Regions from separate parts of the Sus scrofa genome. Here region 1 is linked to region 2. A link is a contact called in public HiChIP or PLAC-seq data. All regions are on one chromosome and are shown on one strand. Each heading gives the region's core, a stretch centred on a gene start, on an enhancer-like site or on the middle of the called end of the contact. The rest is flanking DNA. Distances are from core to core; before and after follow the strand shown.

Evidence for each region. HiChIP or PLAC-seq counts read pairs in DNA pulled down with a chosen protein or histone mark.
Region 1: a contact with region 2 is called in an H3K27ac HiChIP or PLAC-seq map of alveolar macrophages. The contact joins two enhancer-like sites. A contact is called at or near these places in 9 of 47 Hi-C or Micro-C datasets (embryonic fibroblasts, epiblast stem cells, fetal skeletal muscle and 4 more) and 2 of 2 datasets of contacts at active chromatin or transcription factors (alveolar macrophages and skeletal muscle).

Annotation. Positions count from the first base shown.
Region 1 is chr7:52,756,904-52,762,341 of Sscrofa11.1, forward strand. ZNF592 (zinc finger protein 592) reads right to left here. Exons shown (of 11, transcript XM_021098901.1): 4 at 3,076-5,338. The coding sequence starts at 5,319. Among named protein-coding and RNA genes, the nearest start is that of ZNF592, 34 kb to the right of the region's middle. Within about 2 kb of position 2,123, at least 3 of the 83 cell types and tissues checked have an H3K27ac peak or open chromatin away from gene starts, as enhancers often do. A contact at or near this core is called in alveolar macrophages, where this site is marked.
Region 2 is chr7:52,625,012-52,630,221 of Sscrofa11.1, forward strand. The region is part of intron 8 of SLC28A1 (solute carrier family 28 member 1); the gene reads right to left. Among named protein-coding and RNA genes, the nearest start is that of SLC28A1, 25 kb to the right of the region's middle. Within about 2 kb of position 2,265, at least 56 of the 83 cell types and tissues checked have an H3K27ac peak or open chromatin away from gene starts, as enhancers often do. A contact at or near this core is called in alveolar macrophages, where this site is marked.

The DNA of each region.
Region 1 (5,438 bases), core at 873-3,372, 130 kb after region 2:
CTGAGCGAGGCCAGGGATTGAACCCAAAACCTCATGGTTCCTAGTCAGATTCATTTCCACTGTGCCACGAAGGGAACTCCCTCAAGAAGGAATTATTAATGGGAATTAAAATTATTAGGTAAAAGATAGGAAATTCTAGGAGTTCCCTAGTGGTCTAGTGGTTGGAGTTTTGGTACTGTCACTGCTGTAGCTCCAGGTCACTGCTGTGGCACAAGTTTGATCCCTGGCTTGCCTCAGGTGAGGCCAAAAAAAAAAAAGGAAACTTTATAAGGAAAGGATCAAAACATCACTAACCTAAACTCACTGATCAAGTTTAGCATTATTAAAACTGAGACAATCAGGCACTCCGTGCCTCCCTGAAGTCATGAATTATGAAGAACATGGTATTCCCACTCAAGACTGAACCTGAATATAATCAAGTTTTATTGCTAACTTCAAGCCTACAGATAAAATATGGGATACAGAAGAATAAATTAAGTACATGAAAAATTCTCAAGCAATTAATCAAACCCAGAATTGTCTTGGAAAATTCTCAGGACACATGACCCAGTTTCTTCAACAAATAAGTGACATGAAAAAAGGTGGGGGGCAGTTTTCTGGTGGGTGGAGTAGGGAAGAGATACTGTTCTAGACTGAGAAATTTAAAACATATAACAAACAAATACAACACATGGTCACATTTGGATCCTGATTCAAAACATACGCAACTGTAAAAAGACAATTATGGGAGTTTCTGCTGTGGTGTAGTGGGTTAAGAATCCGATTGCAGAGGCTCAGGTAGCTGCAGAGTTGCAGGTTTGATCCTGGCCCAACCCAGTGGGTTAAAGGATCCGGCATTGCTCCAGGTGTGGTGTAGTTTGGAGCTTTGGCTTGGATTCAATCCCTGGCTCAGCAACTTCCATATGCCGAGGGTACGATCATTAAAAAAAAAAAAAGACAATTATGACATGAAGGGGAAAAGTTGAATATGGACTTGTATTAGGTAATATTAAAGAACAGTTATTAATTTTGTTAGATGTGATGTTGACATTATAGGTAAACAAAAGCTTAAGAACAAGAAAGAGTCTTTCCAAACAGACATCTGCCCAACAAGGTGGCTTGGAATGTAAGGGGAAGGACCTCGCCAGCTACTGCAGAGGGAGGCATATCCAGTTCAGATTCTCAGGAAGATGTCAAAGCCCCAGACGTGCTGTCTAACAGTCCCTCCCCTAGAGTGAGTGGAGCCCAACCCCACCCCACCGGTTCACTGCCTGCCTCTGATATGGCCTGAAGCCTGATACCATCTTAAGAAACCCAAAGCCAACAGCCAACAAGGCTAGATTGCAATCCCAGAACTCAAGCCTTACCATTTCCCTAAGACTCTGAGGCCACACCTAATGGCAGGTTTTGTGAGGGAATAGAGCTGGACTGAGAGAATCCCCATGGCCTTCCTGGATACTCTCTCCCTTTCCCTCTGGTCCAGTTCCCACTAGAGAATGACATGGAGACGACGCAGGATGAGAAGGATGCTGGTCTGGGATCCTACACACAGACAGCAGCCCGCTCAGGCATCAGGCCTCCACTGGCAATGGTTCTGATCACATGCCTCAGAAGAAGTGCTCCTGCCCAGTCCACCAGGCTGGCACAGCAAGACTACCCACCCCCCACCCCCCAAGTAAAGGGCCTGGGGGCCACACTGCACTTGACTTATCAAAAAGAAAATGCAAACTGCAACAGAGAAGGTGAAGATGAGAGGCAACAGCAACTTATGGCACCTTGCTGGCCCCTGCGCAGGGCTGCCTACCAAATTCTACCTCCTGTCTCTTCCCCAACACTCCCTAGGCTAGCCTCACTCCCACCAACCCCCTGCTCCTCACAGCACTGTGCCCTTTCCCATACCTTTATTCCCTATACCTCGAACACCCCTTGCCCCTCTATGTCTTTCAAACTCATCCTTGCAGGTTCAACTTACACATCACATCCACAAGGCACCTTCCCCACGCCCAGAACCACAATGAATGAATCCCCTGAGGAGCTCTGTGCAAATGTGTTTGTAAGTCTGTTTTAACCCCAGTCTTAGCCTGCCTCACACTGTAGCAGTTAGGGTGGGGAGCCCTGATGAGCCACTAGGAGCTCCTGGAGGAACAGTCTGACTTCCTCCTGCAGGCATCCCCGCCTCCGTGCACACCGTGGGCACTCGGAACACATGTGCAGAGGGCATCAAGACACCAACAGGTGCCCAGGCCACTGTGAACTCAAGTAAAAAGAGCTACTTTACTTTGTTTCTAGGCCTCTGTGGTTCTAGCTCAGGAAGGCCTGGTAAGGGGGTGGCTTGGCTAAGTCGTGAAGAGAGCCACCTGGAGAAGGAAGAAAAGCGCCATCTGGAGGCCTGCTCCTTCACAAGACTATGCTAATGCAACCACTGACACACAGGGGGCCAAAGACTGTTTTCAGCATGGAATGCCTTCAAACACATACATACACAGATCTCATCAAGTATAACCAGGGATCAGAACAAGAGATAATAGCAGTCGCTTTCTTAGTGGTGAGAACAGAGATGAAAGGAAGAAACCCCAAGCCTTTGCCTCAGGGTCCAAGTGTCAGTCTACTCTCTTTCCTTCCACAGCAACCCTGCCACTGGCCCTAATACCACAGGGATACTGCAAAACCATCTGTGTCTATGTGGGGCACCACAGCTTGGTAAAGACAATGTCCTCAGAAGTTCCGACTGAGATGCAAGCACCTACCTCTGCCCCCAAGTTCTCTGGGCATGCGCAAGGACTATGCTGACGGCTGTCAGGGACCAGGGGCCATTCAGCAGGGACCTAGCACAGGTTCAACACTGGGCCCTGGCAGCCCACTGGAGTGGGAGTTGAGTGCCCATAAACACACCTCTTAAATCTTCAGGGTCTCCCCTCAGTTGTGGGCAAGATGCTTTTCCCAATAAACACCAAGCATTACATATCCATCAAGCCAGATTCCTCTTCTAAGGCTCTTAAGATGCCATCACTGCCCCATCAATGAGCTGTTCTCTCCATGCCCAAACACGGGACCTGTGTGAACCAGGGGCTTATCACAGAGAGACGGTCTGCTTACCAGCCCCTCGGTTTCCTCCGTCATCCTCTGGAAATGTGCAGCCATAGCCATGTAGTCGCGCATCTGCTTGTGACATTCGAGACACTTGATACTGTGCCGGATGAGCCTCACAGGATCTGGGTAGAGCGGCAAAGCTGGAAGGGGAAGGCTGGCATTGCTCGAAGTGAGGCCGTGTTTGGGGGAGGAAGGAGGAGCTGGGGTTGCTGGTGCCGTAGAGTTCGAAGGGGCTGACACGAACATTTGGTCCGCAGAGATGGGCTTCACGAGCAGCTGAGAGCACTGCATGACGAGCCCCTTGCTCTTGTGGTCACGGGCGTGCCGGAGCAGGCTGCACTTGTTGAAGAAGAGCAGCGTCTGGGAGCACAGTGTGCACAGCACCTCGATGTGGACGCTCCGCCGGCCGTAGTGCTGGCTCAGGCTCTTCTCTAAGGCAAAAGCGTCCCCACACTCCAGGCAGCAGTACCCACTGGCCGGCACGTGGATCCTGCTGTCCGCGGGAGGGCTGAGATTTGGTGCATAGAGGGGCACAGGGTTGGAGCTATGGAGGACCTTGTTGAAGACCTCTACAACCAGTGGGGCAGCCTTTTTCACCTGGTGGACTAGGGGCACCGACATCTGGGTGAGCTGCGGCTGGCTCCGCCTCTGCACTGAGGACTTGGCTGTCACTGATGCGGCGACACTGTGGGGGACCAGATTCAGGTTGGCCAGGTGCACGGCTTTGGGCAGGAGGTTGGCAGGGGCCTGGGCAGATGTCTGCAGTGCTGTGCTCTGCTGCTGCTTCTTGCCCATCTGTGCCCCTGCAGCAGCCCCCTTTGAGCCTCGGGACCCAGAGCTGCAGCAGGAAGATGAAGATTCACTGGGTTTCATCACACTCTCATCCCCCTTTGTGTCACCCTGGGGGCTCCCTGAACTTGTGCCCACCTCAGCAAAGTGCTCTTCTCCAGGCATGGCAGTGGCCTCATCCTCTGCCACCTCACTCGGGGCTTCAGCAACAGTGCTTCCTAGGGGTGACCCAACAGGGGACTTACTGGGATCATCAGGGTCTGGCAGGATCCTTGTGACAGTCCGTTTGATTTCCCCTGATGATGTCTTAATGGTTTTGATTCTGACTTTGGGAATCGCTGGTGGAGAGCTGGCAGCCACAGAAGGGGAGCCTTTGCTGCTGCTGTCACTGCAGATGCTCCGAGGGCTATCCGATGGCTTGATGCTTTTTCTAGTGGCCTCCAGAGGGCTCCGGGGACTCTTTGGTGACTTGGGCATTTGGGGGCTGCCTTTGGAGCCCTCTTTTGTGGGCCCTGAGGGATCCTTTGTGTGGCTAGACTGATCTTCCTTGGTGACACTAGCAACTCGTTTGGCTTGCAGGGCCACCAACGCTGCAACACAAGAGGACAGCTTGGAATGAGCTGGCTTCAGACGCTGCCTAGGGGGCACTGATGAGCAGGTGCCGAGCTCTGGGCCAAGTCCCTTAGGTTCTCCAATGCTGTTGCCAGGGTGGCTATTGAACTCCAAAGCTTCCCCAAAGAATCGACTGGCATCCAGCTCCTTGTGAGGGTCCACTGTCTTCTGCCCACCTCGCTCCTGCTCCTGCTGACTCCCCAAGGGCAGGGGTTCAGGCTTGGGTTCCTTCTTACAAAAGTGATCAAACATATGCAGCTCTGGGACTGGAAACTTAGTCAGAGCCTCCAAGACTGGGCCCCCCACAGGTCCACACCCAGGAGGGGGTGGGAAATAACTGTCAGAGTGCTTGGGCTTTATTCCAAACCCATTATCTTTGATGGCATCCTCGGGTTCTGGGCTAGAGATTGGACTGAACTGGTTAAAAGTGGGTAACGGCTCTGACTTGGAAGGTTCCAGCTTGCCAGGGAAACTCCTGGTACTATCTCCATTCATGAAAGTGGAATCAAACTTCCCACAGTTGTGGCCTAGGTTGTGGGGATCTGGAGGAAGGTCTGAGCCCCGGAAACCATTGTGCAGGAGGCTTGGAGCAATATGGTCTTTCTCCGCTTCAAACGACTCCTGGCGGCTGGTGTTCTTGACAATAACACTTACCGCCGGCACATCTGAGGCTGATCCTGAGTGAGACAAGGACACATTCTCATCCATACACATGCCTGTAGGTTTGAGAGGACTCTCATTCTCCTCACTGGGGGTCTGGATGGCCTCCTTGGCATCAAGACTGGTGGGGTCTGGGATGTCAAAGGCAGCCAGAAGGTCATCAAAATCTGGAGTTTTCATGTCCCCCATGGCTGGATGCTGGCAAGGGCTATAACAAAAACAGAACAGAATCAGTGATCACCAGGATCCCAGCAGGCTCTGTCCAGCATCATCTTCATCACATACCCATCACACTAATACATGCAGCC
Region 2 (5,210 bases), core at 1,015-3,514:
AAGAGGTCTGACAGGGTGAGGGAGTAAGCACTGAATTCAGTGCATGAAATCACATGTGGGACCCCTGTGGAGGCACCTGGCCTCTCTGTTCCCTTCTAAGCATTAACTAGCCACCCAGCCATCCTGTGGGCTATGGTAGAGAAGCAGGACCTGAGTCTACCACTGTTGTTTTTTGTTTTTGTTTTGTCTTTTCAGGGGCTGCACCCATGGCATATGGAGGTTCCCGGGCTAGGGGTCAAATTGGAGCTGTAGCTGCTGGCCTACACCATAGCCACAGCAACATCAAATCCAAGACAAGTCTGGGACCTATAAAGACAAAAAGACAAAACAAACAAACAAAAAAACTTCCTCACATCCAGTCCCTTCTTTCCAGCGTCCTGACTCTCCCCCAGTGATTCCCCACTGTGGTCTGACTTAAAATCGCAGGGACTGGCAACAATTTCAGCGTCCCTCAGCAGAGGACTAGTTTGAGAACCTGCAGTGTGGCCATACAGCGGTGCATGCAAAGTCAGGAAACAGGAAGGAGGAAGCTCCCTATGAGCAGTTTGGGGATGATTTTCAAGGTAGGTTGTTACATGAAAAAAAGGGAAGGTGTAGAACAGGGCGGATGATGTGCTGCTTTATGAGTAAGAAAGGCGGGGGCAGCATTGCATGCCCTACGTGTGTGAGTGCGGGTATCATTAAAAGGATATGCAAAGGACCAGGAAAGATGGCTGCCATGGGGAGGGAACTGGGTGCCTTTGGGGTCAGGGGTGGGAGAGAGTCTTGCTTTTCACCATAACCCCTTTCGTACTGCTGGAATGTGCTACCTGTTCCAAGCAGCTTTATTTTTTTAATTTATTTTTTTTTAGGGCCGTACCCGCGGCATATGGAGGTTCCCAGGCTCAGGGTTGAATCCGAGCTGTAGCTGCCAGCCTACACCACAGCCGCAGCCACACAGGATCCAAGCTATGTCTGCATCCTACACCACAGCTCATGGCAATGCCAGATCCTTAACCCACTGAGCGAGGACAGGGATCGAACTCGCTTCCTCATGAATACTAGTCAGGTTCGTTAACCGCTGAGCCACGGCAGGAACTCTCCAAGCAGCTTTAAAACAACAAGTGATGCAGAGCTGGTAAGAACATCAGAGCATTCTTAAAGCTAAAATGTTAAATGGGGAAACTATAATGTTAAAAGCATAGAAAAAAAAAGGCTGGGAAGCCTACACCCACATAGTCAGTTCGTTGCTTCCGTGTGCTAGGACTGTGGGACTTTTGCTTCCTTCTTTCTCCATTTCCAATTTCTCATCTTCTCCTATCATTTTCTATACAAGGTGGATGCTTCTCAAGGGAAGACAGCATGGCCAGAAGAGAGTTTGGAGGAAGCTCAGCAGCTCGGTTTGGGACTTGCTGGGTTTGCAGTGCTGTGGAACACCCATGTGGGATGTGGAGTGGCTCAGAGGAGAGGTCGGGGCCAGGCCTCAGTTCGGGCCTCGTCAGCACTGACATGTAGGTTGAGGCTGTGGGCGGGATGTGATTCACTGAGCAAATTGCCCTGAGTGAGAAGAATAGTGACTGAGGACAGGGCCCTCGGGTCAGGAACCCTGCAGGGGGCGAGAGGAAGTGGGGGCGCATGGAGGAGATGGAGAAGAAAGAGAGAGGTTGGGGGACACCCAGGAGAGGTGTGAGACAGAAATTGAGGGCAGCTTTTCTAGAAGGGATGGTCAGTCAGCTGTGCCAGGATGTCAGCGAACTCTGGAAAGGTAAGGACTGAGATGGCCCTTGGGCACCTAGCGATTTGGGGTCCCTGGTGACCAGGATGAGAGCAGTGGCCAGGGGTCAGTGAACCAAGCAGAAGAGGGAGAGATGGCAGGCTAGGCAGATCTTTCAAGAGGCCTAGCTGTGCAGGAAGGAAGAGGGGCTGGAGGGGGCCAGGGGGAGGAAGACCTGCTATTGTTTTCTCAGAAGGGAGAGTCTTGAGCAATCAAGTTCAAGCTCCAGTTCAAAAGGAATTGGACTATGGAGTGGTCTGTGATGAGCAGAGACGGTGGCCCAGGCAGCACCCCTGGGGAGAGAAACAAGCCCTGCCTTCCCCCTTCCCTTTCCAGATGAGGGCTGCAGGTTTTATCTGGACCTGCTCCACTTGGCATCTCTGTCACCAGCTTCACTGCATGGAAATGTCACCTGACAGGGAACACAGGCACTGGGTGGAGAAACCCTTTTCCTGCCCCTGACTCCTCCCTGCCTCCGGCCCGGGCTTCCTGGTGCTGGACACACCCCCAGCACGAGGAGTGGTGACGGCTTTCTGCTCTCCCTTGCAGTAACACGCAGAGAAGATCACGTACTGTCTAGACTGCCTGTCCAATTTATCAGGCAGGCGATGGCTCAGCAGCCTGGCAGGGTTGCTGAGATGGCCGAGGCCAGGAAGTTGAGCGGGGGATCTGACCGCAGAATTGAGCCTTTCTCCTGGCAGCAACCAAGGGACATTTCCTCTCTGTGAGATGGGGGTGTCTGATGGAAGGGAAGCTCTGACTGTCCAGGGAGAGAGGAGGATGAGTGAAAGAGAAGAGGGGTGATTTCTAAGGTGGGACATTTAATACTAGGTAAGGTCCCTGAGGCCAATACGCTCTCCTGCCTCAACCCAGGAAATCCCCTTGGGACCTTGGTATGTGAGATGGCAGAAGACAGGGCAGGCAGCTGGAGAGCCTGCCTTTGGGGAGGGGTAGAAAGTGCCATGAAGTCCTGCTCCTCGTGTACTGTGCGGTCCTGCTATGAGCCAGGTACCCAATATGTGGTGATTCATGGATCCTCAAAGCAACGGAGGCTAATGTCAATTCACTGCACCAAAGGGCACACCGAGGCTGTGAGATACTGGTTACCTGCCCAGACGGACAGAGTACCTCCTGGCCACGAATCAGATTGCTGAGGCCCTGCCATGACCCTGAGGAGGTTTGTTCTGGAGCCAGTCCTGGAGCCTCATTTCTTTGTCTTTAGGAGAGGCAGCCCTGCAGGGGAGCATCTTAGCCCGGGGCACAGCAGCCCCAAGGGCGTGCCCACCACTGCTCCATGGAAATTTAGAGCAGGCTGGTCTACTAGTACTAGTGCTCACCCTCACTCAAGGGAGAAGGAAATTAGAATGCCTCTAGGCCAGTGGTTCTCAAAGTGTGGACCCTGGGCCAGCAGCTTCACCTGAGGATTTATTAGAAATGCATATTTCTGAGCCCCAACCCAGAGAGTTTCAGATTCAGTAGGTCTGGGGTGGGCCTGAGAGTTTGGCCTTTCTAGATATTGCTGGTTTGGACACTGTCCTCTAAGAATCACTGCTCTAGAGTCTAGACCAGACCCTCTGAGCCAACTCCATCTTCCCAGGAAACAGGCTCCGAAGGCAAAACTAAACCCACCAAGGACCTGGCCCTGCTGCCTCCTCTCCCTGGAGGGAGCTAAGCCAGAGCTTCTGATGACTTCCTGAGACTGCTTGGCAGTCCCCAAACCCCCAGCCCTCAAGGCCTAGACCCTGTACACAGAGCCCTGTCACTAGCCCCCAGCCACAATGAACCACAAAATCCCAGAGCTGGAAAATTCCTCAGAGGGGATGGCTGCAATATCCAGCCTGCCACCAAGAGCACAGGAGGGAAGAAGGAACTTACGCTAAGGTCAGATAAATTAGGGGGACATGCCTCTTTTTTTTTTTTTTTTTTTTTTTTTGGTCTTTCTAGAGCTCCACTTGAAGCATATGGAGGGTCCCAGGCTAGGGGTTGAATCAGAGCTGTAGCTGCTGGCCTACACCACAGCCACAGCAGTGCAGGATCCCCGACCCACTGAGCAAGGCCAGGGATCAAATCTGCATCCTCATGGATGCTAGTCAGATTTGTTTCCACTGAGCATGATGGGAACTCCGACATGCCTCCTGACTTCCTGCTCATGCTGTCCTTTCCCCCAGAATGGCCTCACCGCTCTGCCCCTCATGCCTGTCTCTGTGTAAGTCTCCTTCTGAGGCCTCTGCAGATGCCACATTCTCCTAAGATCGCTCCAGTTCCATCGTCCCATCTCCCTCGTTTCAGCAGCCACCCCATTTCCATTTACTTTCCATTTCTTCCTCTGAAAATCCTGCTCACTACAGTTACACCTTAATTATTAGATCCAGTGGCACATTTTCGTCCTTATCTGATCTTTTTTATTATTTTTGGCCAAATTTGGCACTGATAACCATTGGGGATTGCAGAGTATGCACCAGGCAGACACCCCGAAACCCTTGGGAGGTGAAAACATTTTCTCTCTCCCTAGGGGTTCCTCAGAGAGAATATTTAAGCAGCACTGCAGAGTTAGGGAGTGGGTGCATGTTCTAGAGGTTGGAGTGATGATAGGGAAGGAACGAGTGAGTGTGTGCTCCAGGCTCAGCCAGAACCAGGAAGGATGTGGGAGCCTGGAGGGAGGTGATCGTGGGGGTGGAAAGTTACTAGAAGGGAGATGGAGCCAAGGCAGAATGACTAATCAAGATGATGCAGCCAGGAGGTGGCTGCCACGTTGGCTGTGCCAGGGGAGATGGAAGGCTGAAGGAGTCCCAGGCAGACTCAGCTTCCTGGAGAAGCGATGAGCTGGACCGTGGCCCAGCAGGAAGCAGCTTGGATTGTGAAAATCTAAGCTAGCTCAGAGACTTCCCCAGGCAGACATGGGCCAAGGCCTTGGACTTGGTCCACATGATTCATGGAAAGAACAGAAAGAAAACTCCTGAGTCTTCCGTTCGATTCAGCATTAACAAAGCCACTCTCAGCTTGAGGACAAGCCCCAAGCTTGACGTGTGTGTGTGTGTGTGTGTGTGTGTGTGTGTGTGTGTGTGTGTGTTCGTGCTCATGCACGCATGTGGGGGGAGGGCAGGGTGTGAAGGAAGTTTTGTGATTAGTGAACCTTGTTGAGAATGGGAACTCTGTGGCCATGGAGCATTGGTCTGAAATCCACCCTCATTCCCACCTGCCTTTGCTAAGGAGGCCACTCGCTAATACACTAACTGGAGAACAGAGCCTCCAGGGGCCAGGGAACAGTTAGTGTTTGGCTAGGAAATGCTGAGCCTGGTTAATGATAAACCCACCTCCCTTACTGCTTCTCTCTTGACTGAACATCCAATCTAAAAGTCTTTTTTTTTTGCTTTTTAGGGGAGTATCTGTGCCATATGGGAGTTCTAAGGCTAGGGGTTGAATTGGAGCTGCAGCTGCTGGCCTACACCACAGCCAC